Linked DNA regions of Mus musculus: region 2 is linked to region 1. The links are chromatin contacts, called in public promoter capture Hi-C maps. All regions are on one chromosome and are shown on one strand. The core of a region is the stretch at or near the end of the contact, and the rest is flanking DNA. Distances in the headings are between cores, read along the strand shown.

The links. Capture Hi-C pulls out chosen DNA fragments and counts their contacts.
Region 2: a contact with region 1 is called in a promoter capture Hi-C map of adipose tissue. The contact joins two enhancer-like sites. A contact is called at or near these places in 6 of 39 promoter capture datasets (embryonic stem cells, hippocampal neurons, liver and 1 more), 1 of 15 datasets of contacts at CTCF or cohesin (the NIH/3T3 cell line), 4 of 484 Hi-C or Micro-C datasets (all in embryonic stem cells), 6 of 115 datasets of contacts at active chromatin or transcription factors (all in embryonic stem cells) and 2 of 9 other capture datasets (adipose tissue and pancreatic islet).

Annotation. Positions count from the first base shown.
Region 1 is chr4:84,519,806-84,526,452 of GRCm38.p6, forward strand. The region is part of intron 3 of Bnc2 (basonuclin 2); the gene reads right to left. Among named protein-coding and RNA genes, the nearest start is that of Bnc2, 150 kb to the right of the region's middle. Within about 2 kb of position 3,531, at least 124 of the 459 cell types and tissues checked have an H3K27ac peak or open chromatin away from gene starts, as enhancers often do. A contact at or near this core is called in adipose tissue, where this site is marked.
Region 2 is chr4:84,648,212-84,654,858 of GRCm38.p6, forward strand. All of the region lies in intron 1 of Bnc2 (basonuclin 2), which reads right to left. Among named protein-coding and RNA genes, the nearest start is that of Bnc2, 24 kb to the right of the region's middle. Within about 2 kb of position 3,755, at least 5 of the 459 cell types and tissues checked have an H3K27ac peak or open chromatin away from gene starts, as enhancers often do. A contact at or near this core is called in adipose tissue, where this site is marked.

The DNA.
Region 1 (6,647 bases), core at 2,281-4,780:
GGTCTAAAAGACGGGATGCAACAGCTCTCATCCCATATATAACTACTCTGGTTTTACCAGTTCCTTGAATCACACCCCTTTAAAATGCACCTTCAAAGTGTCAGGGTGGGAGATGCTAAATAATGAGGAGGGCTCTAGCTGGAATGTATGGATCTCCTTGGGAAAGTGAAATGGGATAGACTTTGTGAGTGGACTGAGGGCTCGTGTGGATGGGAACAGGAGGAATACCATGCAGGAGGGAAGAACAGAGGGAGGCATGTATGGAATTGGGGGGTACTTGGTGGGGGGGGGGGCTATGTGGAAACCTAGTGCAATGCAAAGTTCCTGGATTTTATGATGACCCTAGGAAGAAATCCTAGTTATGGAGGCCACAGAGCCAGATCTGGCTAACTTCTGTAACCAGGCACGGCTTCCAGTGGTGGTGGGATTAGCCCACTATAGGATACCAACACAGCCACAAAACCTTCAACCTACAACCTATCCTGCCTGCAAGATGTACTGGTGCAATGGTGGCTCAGACCTTAGGAGGGTGACCAACCAGTGACTGGTCTAACTGGAGACCATGCTTAACACTGCCTGGATGGCCAGGAACCAGAAGCTAGATGGCCCAGAGACCTAGTGTAGAACGAAACGCAACTCCCCCGACCCCCACCCCCCAAAAAATCAATGAAATGATTCCTAATGATACTCTGCTAGAGCAATGGTCATCAGAGAGGCTTGTGCTCATACCTGATGAGAACAGATGTGGATTACATCACTCAGAGCTCAGGCAATCCCTGGGGAAGTGGGGGTAGGTGGTATGTGGTAGGACACTTAGGAGCCAGAGTGGTCCTGGAGAACATGGCCCACAGAACCAACTAAGCAGGCCTCACAGGGTTCACAGAGACAGAAGCTCCAATCACAGAACCTGAATGGGTCTAGGATATGTCCTCTGTGTATACCTTGTGGTTGTTTAGCTTAGGGTTTTTGTAAGACTCCTAACAGTGGGAGTGGGGGGTGGGGGTGTGTCTCTGACATTTTTGTCTGCTCTTAGGACCCTTTTCCTCCTACTGGGTTGCCTTGTCCAGCCTTGATATAAACGTTTGTGCCTCTTCTTATTGCAATGTGTTAGATCATGTTTGGCTGATATCCCTGGGAGATCTGTTCTCTTCTGAAGGGAAATGAGGAGCAGTGGATCTGGGGGAGAGGAACTGGGAGGAATGGAGGGAGGGGAGGAATTGCATGAGAGAAGAATAAATGAAAGGAAAAGGAGAAATGTTCAAAAAAGTACAAATAATTTCCAGAAGGGCCAAGCGATTTCTACAACTCACTTGTTCCGGCTTTTTATCTAGCACAAATAGGAAATGTTTAAAATTTAAGCAAATGGTTAAGACTGGCGATACAAGGATAAGTAGGTGCAATAGAATTTGTCACAGAGGGTATCACAGAAAGACGGAGATGATTTTGGACCTCCCGGACCTGGTAACACTGTTCTCTCCCTTCCTACAGGTGAAGGAAGAAATGCTTTCCTAAAGCTTTACTCCGTTGTTTCTAAACAGTCAAGCTTCCCTAGGGACCAAAGCTACAGAACAACTCAAGGGGCTACAGACTATGAAGGCCCTACAACAAGCCACAACCTCTAGCGTGTATTCTTCTTTTCCCTTCCTCAAGGTTAATATCCTGTCTCCATCATAGAATCAAAGATGAGCTCAGTAGTACAAGACTCTCTGAACAAATGATCCTGGTTTCAATCTCAATTACTGAATGGGTACATGACTGAAAGAATTAATGAATTCATTTATTTCCTTAAAAAAAAAAAATGTGTGCTGGGAATGCATCATCCTAGGACTCAAGAGGCTAAGGCAGAAGAGCTTGAGTCAGAGACCTTCTGGGCAACAGCATGAGACACTGTCCAAAATCCTAGGCAAGAAAGGTCAGCGCTGAAGGGTCTTATCCAAGGTCACGTGACGGGGGAGGTTCCTGAATGACATCACAGCAGGAGCATCCGCACTCAGGGCCAGTTTGTTATCCCAGGAAGCTCCCAATATGCTAATGGCTGGCAAAAGGGACAAAAAAGCGCTCAAAGGACAGACACTGATTTGTTTTTAATGAAATCTGACTTGGGGAAAACCATCCTGCCTTGGCTGAAATGTTCTTATTAGAGAGATTTAATGTTGGTGTCATTTCACTCTTTCCTTCTTGGAAAATAAGAGGAAACTTTTAATAAATCAGATTGGAAAGGACTGAGCAGAGCTACAACATCCTTTTCATAATTAAAAAAAAATGCTTCCATGATTAGAACTATCAACTATATTTCCAGATAAACTAAATGCACATGAAAGGTTATTTGACACTTTTATTTTCACACCCTGTGGGGGGGGGGGACAACTTTAAAACTGGTTATAATAAATAATAAAACAGAAAGGAAAAAAAAACAAATACCAGCAAAACCCTACATTTTAAAATCCCCGACTGGAAACCAGAGTCAGCCAAACTCTACTATCACCTGAGCAGCCACAGAGTAAAAGGAGCCAACTCTGTGGGGACCACAAGAGCTTAGGGAAGACGGTTAGTATATGAATATGTCTTACATGTGAAGCATCAAGTCCACATATAAATCTCGATTTTGTTGTAAAGTTGATTGCTTGCTAGTTTAAGACTTCCCATAAACAATGTCAATATATCTGTTTAAAAAGAACAAACCATCATACAAACACCACTAATCAGATTAAACTCTGGAGGTCTATTTTGACAAAATCATTTTATAAAAATGTACAAATCAAGCCCTTAAAATTCTACATAAATAGGGTACACTGGCTTACTCATGCCTCATTTTTTGTACAATATTCATGTTAAATTTCCGTTATATTCTGGAAGTATTTTAACATTTGGAAACATAGAGAAACTGGCAATTCAGAACTACAGCTCAAACTATGACTTTTCTTAAGCTATAGCTCTCCTCTTCACAGGGAGAAACCCAAATGCTTTACAAAGGTAGAGAGCAAGAGGAAACTGTTCCATCAGTGCACATTTTAATCTCTTACAAATGAACCGGATCATGAAAGAGTCCTGAGTGTTATTTGTAACGCTCACAAATACAAGCTATCAGTCCTCGGCAGGCAACTGTATGTTTGAAACAATAAAGGAGGCAGAAACACTCCTTGAGAGGGGCAAGGGAGGGACAGTGTGCAAAATCAGAGGTCATTGTTGAGGCCTGTACCCTCAACCTGAGGCTCCACGCAAGGTTTCATAGCACTCTTCCTTCCAGATACTCAATAACTTCCCTGTTTAAACTGCTCAAATTCCAGAATTCCTGGTTTTAAATCACGATGGAAAAGTCTGGAGAGAATTGAATTAGAATGGCTCAGGATAGCCTTTCTAAATGCAGGAGTGTTGGGGGGGGGGGGAGAACACAAGCGAGCACATACTTAAATTTGTTTTGTTTTAACTCAGACCTTCTGCATTCCAAAATTGTATGCCTCTGACTAATATAAACCGTTGTTATAGAGAAGCAGTTAAGGGGAGGGGGGGAGAGCCAGGGAGAAGGAATGGGGGAGTGGTAATGGTAACACACAGTACCATGAGCTGCAGAGGCCTCCCAGTCAGTGGTGCAAGGTTAACAGAGCAGTCCCGCTGGCCTTCAGGCAGACAGCAAAAACAGCCTGGGGAAAGGGGGACAGGGATGGCGGCCAGGGAGGGGGAGCCCTGCTTGGGCAGTTTACACAAGGCAGCTCAGCTCCTTTCTGGCTCATTCCTCCTCTCTATCTGCCGGCCTCTGTGTGTGTGTCTTGTCATATTTTCTTCAGCTGCTAATTGTCCGGACTACAAGACTTTAAACAGCCACAGTTGAAGAAAAAAAGTGAAACCCTTCTAAGTGACCATCAGAGCAAATCAGCTTCATGCTGATGGGTAAAATTTTCCAAGGGAAGTGTCCTTCTGATAGTTCCTGCGCCTCCAAGTCACCCCACCCCCAACCCCACCTCTGCCACACACACTCCCCTGGAGGGCTAAATGCACTGTGGCAATAAAACATTCATGCGACTTGGAATTTTAACACAATGCCATTTCCCTAGTTTAACCTGAAAGGAATGCACTAGTCACAACAGACTACATCATCCTGCCATTAAACCCTGCCAAGGAACCACTTTTTGGCCATGCTGGGCCAGCTTTGACGGGAAAGGAGTACACAGACCCACACACTGAGCACAGAGGGGCCACCTCTGCTTCCTCAGCCTTATCCAGAAACACCCTGCCCTTGAACATGACTCCTGACCTCTTGCATTGTGACTGGCTTGGGAGGCATGTGTCACCCTGGAACTTCTGTACAGCCACACACTGAGCAGGCCATTTGTGGATCCCTCTGAACAAGTCCTTGGGCAGATGCCAGCATCCTCTCTTATTACTACTGCTACCATTCAGGACCCTATGGCTTCGCAGAAGGAGGCTTTCTCCTGGGCTAGATAATGCTGTGAGATGCTGTGGGGCTTACTTTCCTCTGTTTTGTGCTTTTTTAAGAAACAAACTTCACTTTGCATTCATAATTAGGTTATGATTACTGACATGACCATTTGCTTTGGGGACTCCTTAGCGAAGGTGCCAGTTCTTTCACATTTAAGTGACATTTAATTTAGACTTACAAAATACAAAACAGAAATAATTCTGATGTCTCCTGACAATTTTAGAAGAAAATTTTTAGAAGAAAAAAAAAAATCAAAGGTGAAGAATTCTAAAACACGAAGTTAACCATATCACATAGCTAAAGCCTTATCACAACAGAAGCAAGCAACTGTACCGGATTTAAATCTGAACTTCTTGACTCATTACTTGTGAAGATCATGCTTGCAAGCAATGTAAACAAAAAGCAAGCGAAGGAACAAGACAACACACGCCTGCCCCTAATGAGGAGTTGAAGTCACACGCACTGGGCTGGGGATGCAGCAGAGGCATCCAGCATTGGCAAAGCCCTGAGTTCAATCATCAGCATGGTAAAAATGCATAAATCAGTAAGAATAAAATCCGTATTAAGCATGTGCAAATGCACACAGGCGCTCACTTCAGTGCTGAGGTCTGGGACATCCAAAGCAAGTGCCACAACCCTAAACTTTAAACCTGTCCTAGCATCAGTTTGCAGCTCAATTCTTAAAGTCAACGGACGTTTAGAATAAATCACAGCAATGTTACCAGAGGCTATAGTTCTGTTCATACAAAACATCATTTTTCCCTACCACCATTTTAATCACTGTGGTAGGGCTTTCAGAACAAATTTTTTTCCTATCTTTAATTCCCCCCACTTTGAGCACTAATATTCCTTTCCTGGGTAACATTTTCACTTTCAAACTTGTCATCTTCCTCCTTTCTCTTGTAGTCACAGCAGGTCAGAAGGGATGCAAGTCCTGCTTGTTCTGGCCCCACCTTGCAGCAGGTGAGCTGAATTATCCCTGTAGAAGGCACTGCCCATCCCCTGCAAGGAAGCCATGCCCCTCTGCAGGAACAACAGAAGAACACCTCACTCCTTTAAAAGAATACCCTAAAATACTAAGTGGTGATCTCAAAGCAACTTAGCATGCACATAGAAGACAAAGCCAGATAGTCTGCTTTAGTGTCATTTCTGTCTCCTTAGTAGCTGGAATTAGGATAAGCCCTAGTTAAAAGACAGTTTTTCCCCCTTTACACAGACATTATCATGCTTTGAAAAGTCATTTTAATCCCTTCGCTGGAACTATGCCATGCCAAGTCCACAGAGAAGGACAACATTAATTTCTTTTAAAAATATTTTTAAAAAATCATATTGGAAAAGAAGAAAATCCAACACAGAAAAAAATGTTATACTTAACATAAACTATTCCCACTTCAAAATATAAACACTGAGTCAAACTACCAGTTTAGATTCGATAAAATACAGCAATAAGGACACTTGATTTTTTTCAAGGCATTTGACTTACTAATAAGTTCAAACTCTAGTTATGATGCCATCAATTTGAAGCCTACTAAAGATTAAAACTGCAGAAGACCATGTCTGTGTAAGCCCCAGCAGGCATGCTTTTCTGCTCACATCAAATTAATCACCACAGTGATCCCACAGTGTTTTAGACCAATAGCTATTTCCATTTATTTATTGTATGCACATGTGTGTGACCACCAAGCATAGGAGTGACCATCAGAGGACAACTTGTGAGAGCCAGCTCCTCTTTACTACAATGTGGCCCCTGAGGGCACTCACTAGGCTTAGTGGCAAGTGCCTTTATCTGCTGGGCCATCACACTGGTCCAGGGACCCATAGCTAAAGACTGAAAAGACCCCAAGTCTGTGACTCTGTACAAGAGGCTCTTCATTAACATCCACACATAACTTCTGAATGACAAATCAATAAATGAAGGGGTAAAAGCAATCTTAGTTTTTCAAACAAGTTTCTGACCAATTTTACTATCTATTCACTACGTTACAGTTAAGAAAACCAGACTGCTACAAATATCAAAATGAAACTACTTCTTCATGCAAATATATTGATGATAAAAGAAAGTGTAATCAGAATCACATGGAACCAGAAAAAAAAAAAAGTCACACCAAAAAGTTCACTCAGCCAGCAGGAAGGAAAACTCACTGGGTAAAGTCCTTGACACACAAACAGGAGGAACCTGAGTGTGGTTTCTCAGCAAGCACATAAAAAG
Region 2 (6,647 bases), core at 2,505-5,004, 130 kb after region 1:
TTTTGCCAGTGGCAGATAATTTCTGCAATTATGTGATGTTTGAAATGTTGGGGACTTTTCAGAGAGAATATAAATGCTAGGGCCTTGAGAGGCAGGGCGGGTTGTTGGTTGCTGCTAGCCATGGTTTGTAAGTAGTCATGTGCAAAGAAGATACAAGAAGAAATTAGATATCCTTAAGATATCAAAAATCAAATTTGGCCCAAGGAACTTGATGCTCTAGTCAGCAGCAAGAAGTCTAATGATAAGGCTGCCCTGTCTCCCCTCTATTCTTTTTTTCTCTCCTATCTAGTGTTAGGAGGCTGAAAGGCTGGAAGAAATAGGATGGGGAAGGGTGAAAGAAAAAAGAACCCACAACGTAGCTAACTCCAGCTACATGTTTCCATCATCTAACTCCTTACCAAGTTCATTGTGGTAGATACCTATGCCCCCAATTATTTTACTTTTAGAGAATGTCAATGTCCCTGGCATTAAAAAGGAAGGAACTTACTGTCCTTTTATATCTTTGGAGGTACTGACTGCCCACATCACCCAGCATTTCCCCCAAGCCATTAGCAATGACTTGGAAGCTTTCACAATACTCTTTCTATTTTAAACAAAAACAGAAAAAAAAAAATGTTACAGTCGGAAGACTCAGGCAGAAGGATAAAAGAGTTCTTGGCTAACTTGTAACACGAGAGCGAGAGCACGAGAGAGCGAGAGCGAGAGAGTGAGAGCGAGAGAGTGAGAGAGAGAGACAGAGAGAGAGACAGAGAGACAGAGAGAGACAGAGACAGAGAGAGACAGAGAGAGATTATTTAATATGATGAAAAATAACTGCTGTATCTGTTTCTTTCCAAGCTGGCACACCTGTGATAAACACTCCACACAGAGCTGTACTCACCATGCCTTGTTTGAAACCCAGAAAAGACCAAGTCTGAAAATCCTTAAACAATGAAATTAGAAAATGTATCCAAAAAGGTAAAATACTCCACAGTAAAATGTTAATGAACATACTTACAAGCAAGATACGTATTCTTTGCAAGAGACGTATTTCCTACATTTATTTCTGTGAAACACTCCTTAATGTATGTACTTTTAGAAAATTTGAAAGTGTTTAACTTCCATTTTGATTATTTTAACATATTAACCTATGCTGGTTATTTTGGTTTCTTGTTTTGTTTTTTAATTCTTATATATTGTGTGCCTGCTAAACTAGCACAAAATTTCTCACTAAAACAAACTGGCATCGCATCCCTCAGAATAACTCCTATAAATATAACTCTGATATTTCTGTACCCATGATAAAGACAAGAAACTAACGGACCCTTATCTCTTGTATCAGGCAAACACCATATTTACTTTCATGCATATTATCTCAAAAAATTCAAGCATATTTTGTGCCTGTTTTATAGAAAAATAAAATACTGTTCAAAAGGCGAAAGACATCAAACGTTTGAGTAAGAGTTGAGGTAGGGGTACAACGGGGGCCGGGGACACATGAGAATTAAATAGTACTGGTGATGCTATACTTCAAGATGATTCAATTGAGAGGCCCTTGGTCCTGTGCAGATCATGTGCCCCAGTACAGGGGAACGCCAGGGCAAGGAAGCGGGAGTGGGTAGGTTGCAGAGGAGGGAGGGTGGAGAGTATGGGGACTTACAGGATAGCATTTGAAATGTAAATGAAGAAAATATCTAATAAAAAAAAGAAAAAAGAAAAAGATCCAATTCATGGCATATAATTATATACTTATGATAACTAAATGGATATATAATCTAGGTGAAGGACATTTAGGAAGTCCTATACCATTTTCAACCTCCATATGGGCGTGAAAAATTAAAGTTAATTTTGTTAAGACACAATAATGTGGACATATAACATTAAAGTTTGTGAATTATACACTTTAAAAACAGATAAAACAATGCCCTCAAGACTCTACCTTTCTCAGTAGTACAATTAATATTCAAATTCAGATCTTTGTTAGCTCCAAAGATATCATTCCCTTTATTGTAAAGCCAAAGGTAACAGTACAGAGATATCAGTTAAAATCACTATAAATCTCTTCACTAATATACACATTTACATTCCCTTTCAGAAATAAACTCTATTAAATAAATATTTTAATAAAGATTTACTTGCTTATTATATATACATACACACATATATATATATATATGAGTGAATGCTCTGTCTTCATGCACACCAGAAGAGGCAATCAGATCACATTATAGATGGTTGTGAGCCCCCATGTGGTTACTGGGAATTGAACTCAAGACCTCTAGAAAAGAAGCCAGTGCTCTTAACCACTGAGCCATCTCTTCAGCCCAACCAAATATGTTTTAATTGGAAATTCTAAAGTCTATGTTCTATCCATCAATCTTTAACAACTGTTTTTATGTATGCAAACAAGATGACATTATTTTTAAAACTTGTAATGTATAAGAACATCCAAATGTAAGCAGTGAAGGAAAATTTATTCATATAGAAATGTCTGTTATTTCTTTAATTGTAAAATAAAAATATGTTCAAATAAAAAAAAATTCTGTGCTACATTAAGTTCAGGACAAAAAAAAAGCAAAAACAAAAACAAAAAACCCAACAAACAAACAAAACAAAACAAATTAAAAACAACCCACACCTTTAATCCCAGCACTCGAGAGGCAGAGGCAGGTGGATTTCTAAGTTCGAGGCCAGCCTGGTCTACAGAGTGAGTTCCAAGACAGCCAGGGCTACACAGAGAAACCCTGTCTCAATAATCTAAAAAATAAATAAATAAATATATAAATAAATAAATGTATGTATGTATGTTCAGGACCTAAGACAACTGTGTGTATAAGCCAGTGATTCACAATCTGTGTGGCATAACCCCAAAGAAACCAGAAAAAAAAAACCAGAAATATTTACATTACAATTTATAACAGTAGCAAAATTACAGTTATGAAGTAGCAAGGAAAATTCTTTTATGGTTGGGGTCACCACAACATGAGAAAATGTACTAAAGGGCCACAGCATTAGAAAGGCTGAGAATCACTGGTGTAAGGGGAGATCCTAAACACTGTATCAGTTAGTTATTTCTGAATGAAGATTTAAAAACAAATGGCAGAAACAAGCAAACAAAATAAATGGGTTTGTTCTCCCCAGTCACAACGGCGGAGCTGATGGCACCAAGAAACAACAGTGAACATGTGAAAATACTACAGTGGTGGTGGTAGGGTGGTAGTTTTTATCAAGAAGTTATTTCACTACTTAAAAAAACCATATATTTATAGGTTAGCAATTTCTCACAATATTTTAAAATTAAAGCATGAGTTTCAGTGCACTTAATAACATGCTAATTTACCAAGCATTGACATATAATATGATTGGCATTTACATAAGTCAGTATATCTGGGTTTGATTTGTTGGCTTATGACTAAATATTTTTAGTGTGCCAAGTATATAAAGTATCCATATGCCTTTACAAATCAGATTTACTCAAGAATGTTAGGAAGTGGAATTCAGAGTTCCACTCATGAAGAAGCTTAAAGAAACAGAAACATGTCTTTCTAAGGGAAGGACTTTGTTAGGTAGAATTCTGAGGGAACCTCCCATCTACATTAACCAGTTACGTTTTTATTTTATTTAATCAGTTAGCTGTCCAGTGACGCCTATGAGTGGGTCTTACCGAATTCACCATGGCACAAAGTCTTCTGGGCTCTGTACAAGTCTGTGTCATTAGTCTAACCAGCAGCAGGTCTCCCTAACTCAGTCATCTGTGACAAACAAAACGTCTAGTAAGACTGCCAACTCCCTGCGGAGGACAAGGCGTCCCCAGTTCAGCACCCTACAAGCCTCAGCGTTCCCAGCCCCTGGGAGTTCAGTCCACTGACAAGGCTGCTCCTGTGATTAGCCACGCTGACATCTAGCTTTCCACAGAGCTGCTGGGGACTCACAGTTTGAGACTTAGCTTCTTCTCATGTGGTCTACCAGCTGTGAATTCTAATGTTCTCACCTAACTTAGTATTAAACATATATGCATTAATTTGATCGATACTACAGAAAAAAGTGGCTAACAGAAATGGATTGGAAAAGCATAAAGACCCTTTCCATTATTTTAATTTGGCCATCTACCTTTTTCTAATGTATAAACTACTATAGATTATTAAGTAGAAATCCTTGGGAGTTCAACTTTCAAAACAAAAATTATTTAGGAATACAAATTTCACACTGCAGGACATACCATGTAAGTCCAATGCCTCTGTACTACTGCTGGCCTCAAGACCAAAACAAGGCTAACCTTTTAAAGGTGGCATGAAATTTAGAGACAGTTATATCTGAGACAATAATTTAAGAACTTTACTTAGGGGTTTGGGGAAGAGCTTAGATGGTAAAGCACTTGTCTTGAAAGTTTGAAGACCTAAAACTGGCAGGTTTCATATCACATGCTGGTATCCCTAGTGTTGGAGAGACAGAGACAAGAGAATCTCTGGACCTTATTGGCCAGCCAGCCTAGCCTAACTGTTGTCTTCTGGCCTCTACATATGTACACATACACATGCACACACACACCTATTTGTGCACATGTACACACCCATACAGCTATTTTATTTTTAACTACAGCAAAAGAATGATAGCAAATAAAGATCTTAAGACAAAACAGCGTTAGATTTTAAGTAATTATCAGTAAGATAACTGCAAAATCCCTTTCTGTATGCAAAGCCCCAATGGCCTATTTATTAACAGTAAAAAGTCTTTGAATCTTTCTCTTTAAAAATCTTTAATTGTCTCGGATTCTGTGGTGTATTCCTTCCCAAGTGCTGACTGGAATCTCTTAAGTCCCCAGAGTACAGTCACCAGGCAGCACGGCACAATGCTAACCACCACAAACCATCACTAGCATTAACTGCTCCCAGCCTTAAGACTTTAATTTCTACGAGACTGCAGTTCAGAGACTTAGAACTGGTAAAGTTCTCTTTCAGCAGGCATGGACAAGGATCACATATTTTCATACATGCTTGTGCGCATAACAAACATTTACTGCTCTCGTCACAAGCATGTCCAAGACAAGAGTTTCTAAATTAGTCTGTGAAAACTCTCCTCGGAGCATTTTCATAGAATATGTGTCAAATCATTGTCGACCACGAAGATTAAGTGACCAGCACGCCATCCAGTCTCTCCTACAGGTGATCTTTGAAAAACTTCAAGGGAAAATAAATTCTGAAAAACTTCACTCTCACACTGAGCTGTCAGTTTCCAATTCAGAGATGAAACACCAAAGTCAGCTGACACAGTGTATAATTATCAGCAAAGGCAGATGCGTGTCAGCCCAACTACAATTTTTTTTTCACTGCTAAAGCTTTTTCCTCAGACTCAGAAAGACTTATGGTATATATTCACTTATGTGTGGGTAATAGCTGTTAAGTCAATGATAACCAGGCTACAATGCTACAATCTGTAGAACCACAGAGGCTCAGTGCCTTCGTCAGCCATCATCAGAGACACTTCCTCCTGCAGCAGATGGGAACAGACATTACACAGAGAGTGAGAGACACTGGAACCCTCAACCCTAAACTCGAGGTCTCCATCAAATCCTCCATCAATCCTAAATGGGATGTCCTCCTCTCTGGGCTCAGGGAACTGTGGGGGAAGAAGATGCTAACGAGTGTATGAGCCGGAGGGGTTGGAGGACACCAAGGAGACAGCATCCTGTAAATCAGCTGAGCCACGCTCCTAGAGACTGAGCAGCATGCGCTTAGGGCTTCCTGGGGTCTGCAGCAGGTCCTCTGCGAGCATGCTGTGGGTTCTATGTTAGCGATTTACATCAGGGATTCCCGAGGGCACGGACAAGCGCCTGGTTCTTCAGCCATCTCCTGGACCTTCTCCGTCTGTTGTTTTGTCATAGCCAACTCGGATAGAATGATTTATCTTAATGCACACCTCTTAGAGTTCTTTTTTTTCTCTAAGGAGACTGAAAAGAAATGGATCCAGACCGGAAAGGATGTGGGAAGGAACTTAGAGGAGCAGAGGGAGGGGAAACAACGATTAGGATATATTATGCAAGAAGAGAATCTATTCTCAATAAAAAGGGGGAAAAAAAACCTTCCCCCTGAACGTACACTATTTCTGCAAAGCATAGAGTATATGGTATGTTTTAAACAGTGCACACTGTGCACAGCTAAGCTGCTATGTGGTAAAAACGTAATTTCTATAGCAGGCCCTCCAGATAAAGCTAAAAGTTAAAACGCATGCTGTGGGAGGTCGCCATCCAATTACTAGAAGTAAGCATGGGAGAGATATAATTAGTTACGACACTAGGACAGGCGTGCATGTTTCAACACACACACACTTCAGAAAAACGCTTTGGCACTGTATGACAGAGGACTTAAACCAAAGACTCAAAGAAAGGTTATGGAGTGTGTATATACTTTTTATTATTATTACCTAAAACTTGCCACACCAAATTATTTCTTTTAAGTTATAAGCATATTTGATTTGTATAAACATCTCTTTAAAGACTTCTCAGGAGAAATGAAAAAAAAAAAAAAAGAGCCCTACTCCCCTCTTTCTCTAAGCCTTCCACATTAAAGAAGTTTACGTAATAAAATTCATCTGATAGAAAAAGAACAGGACTGGTGGGACTGTTCAACGGACAGGGGCGCCTGCCACCAAGGTTGACAACCTGAGTTTGA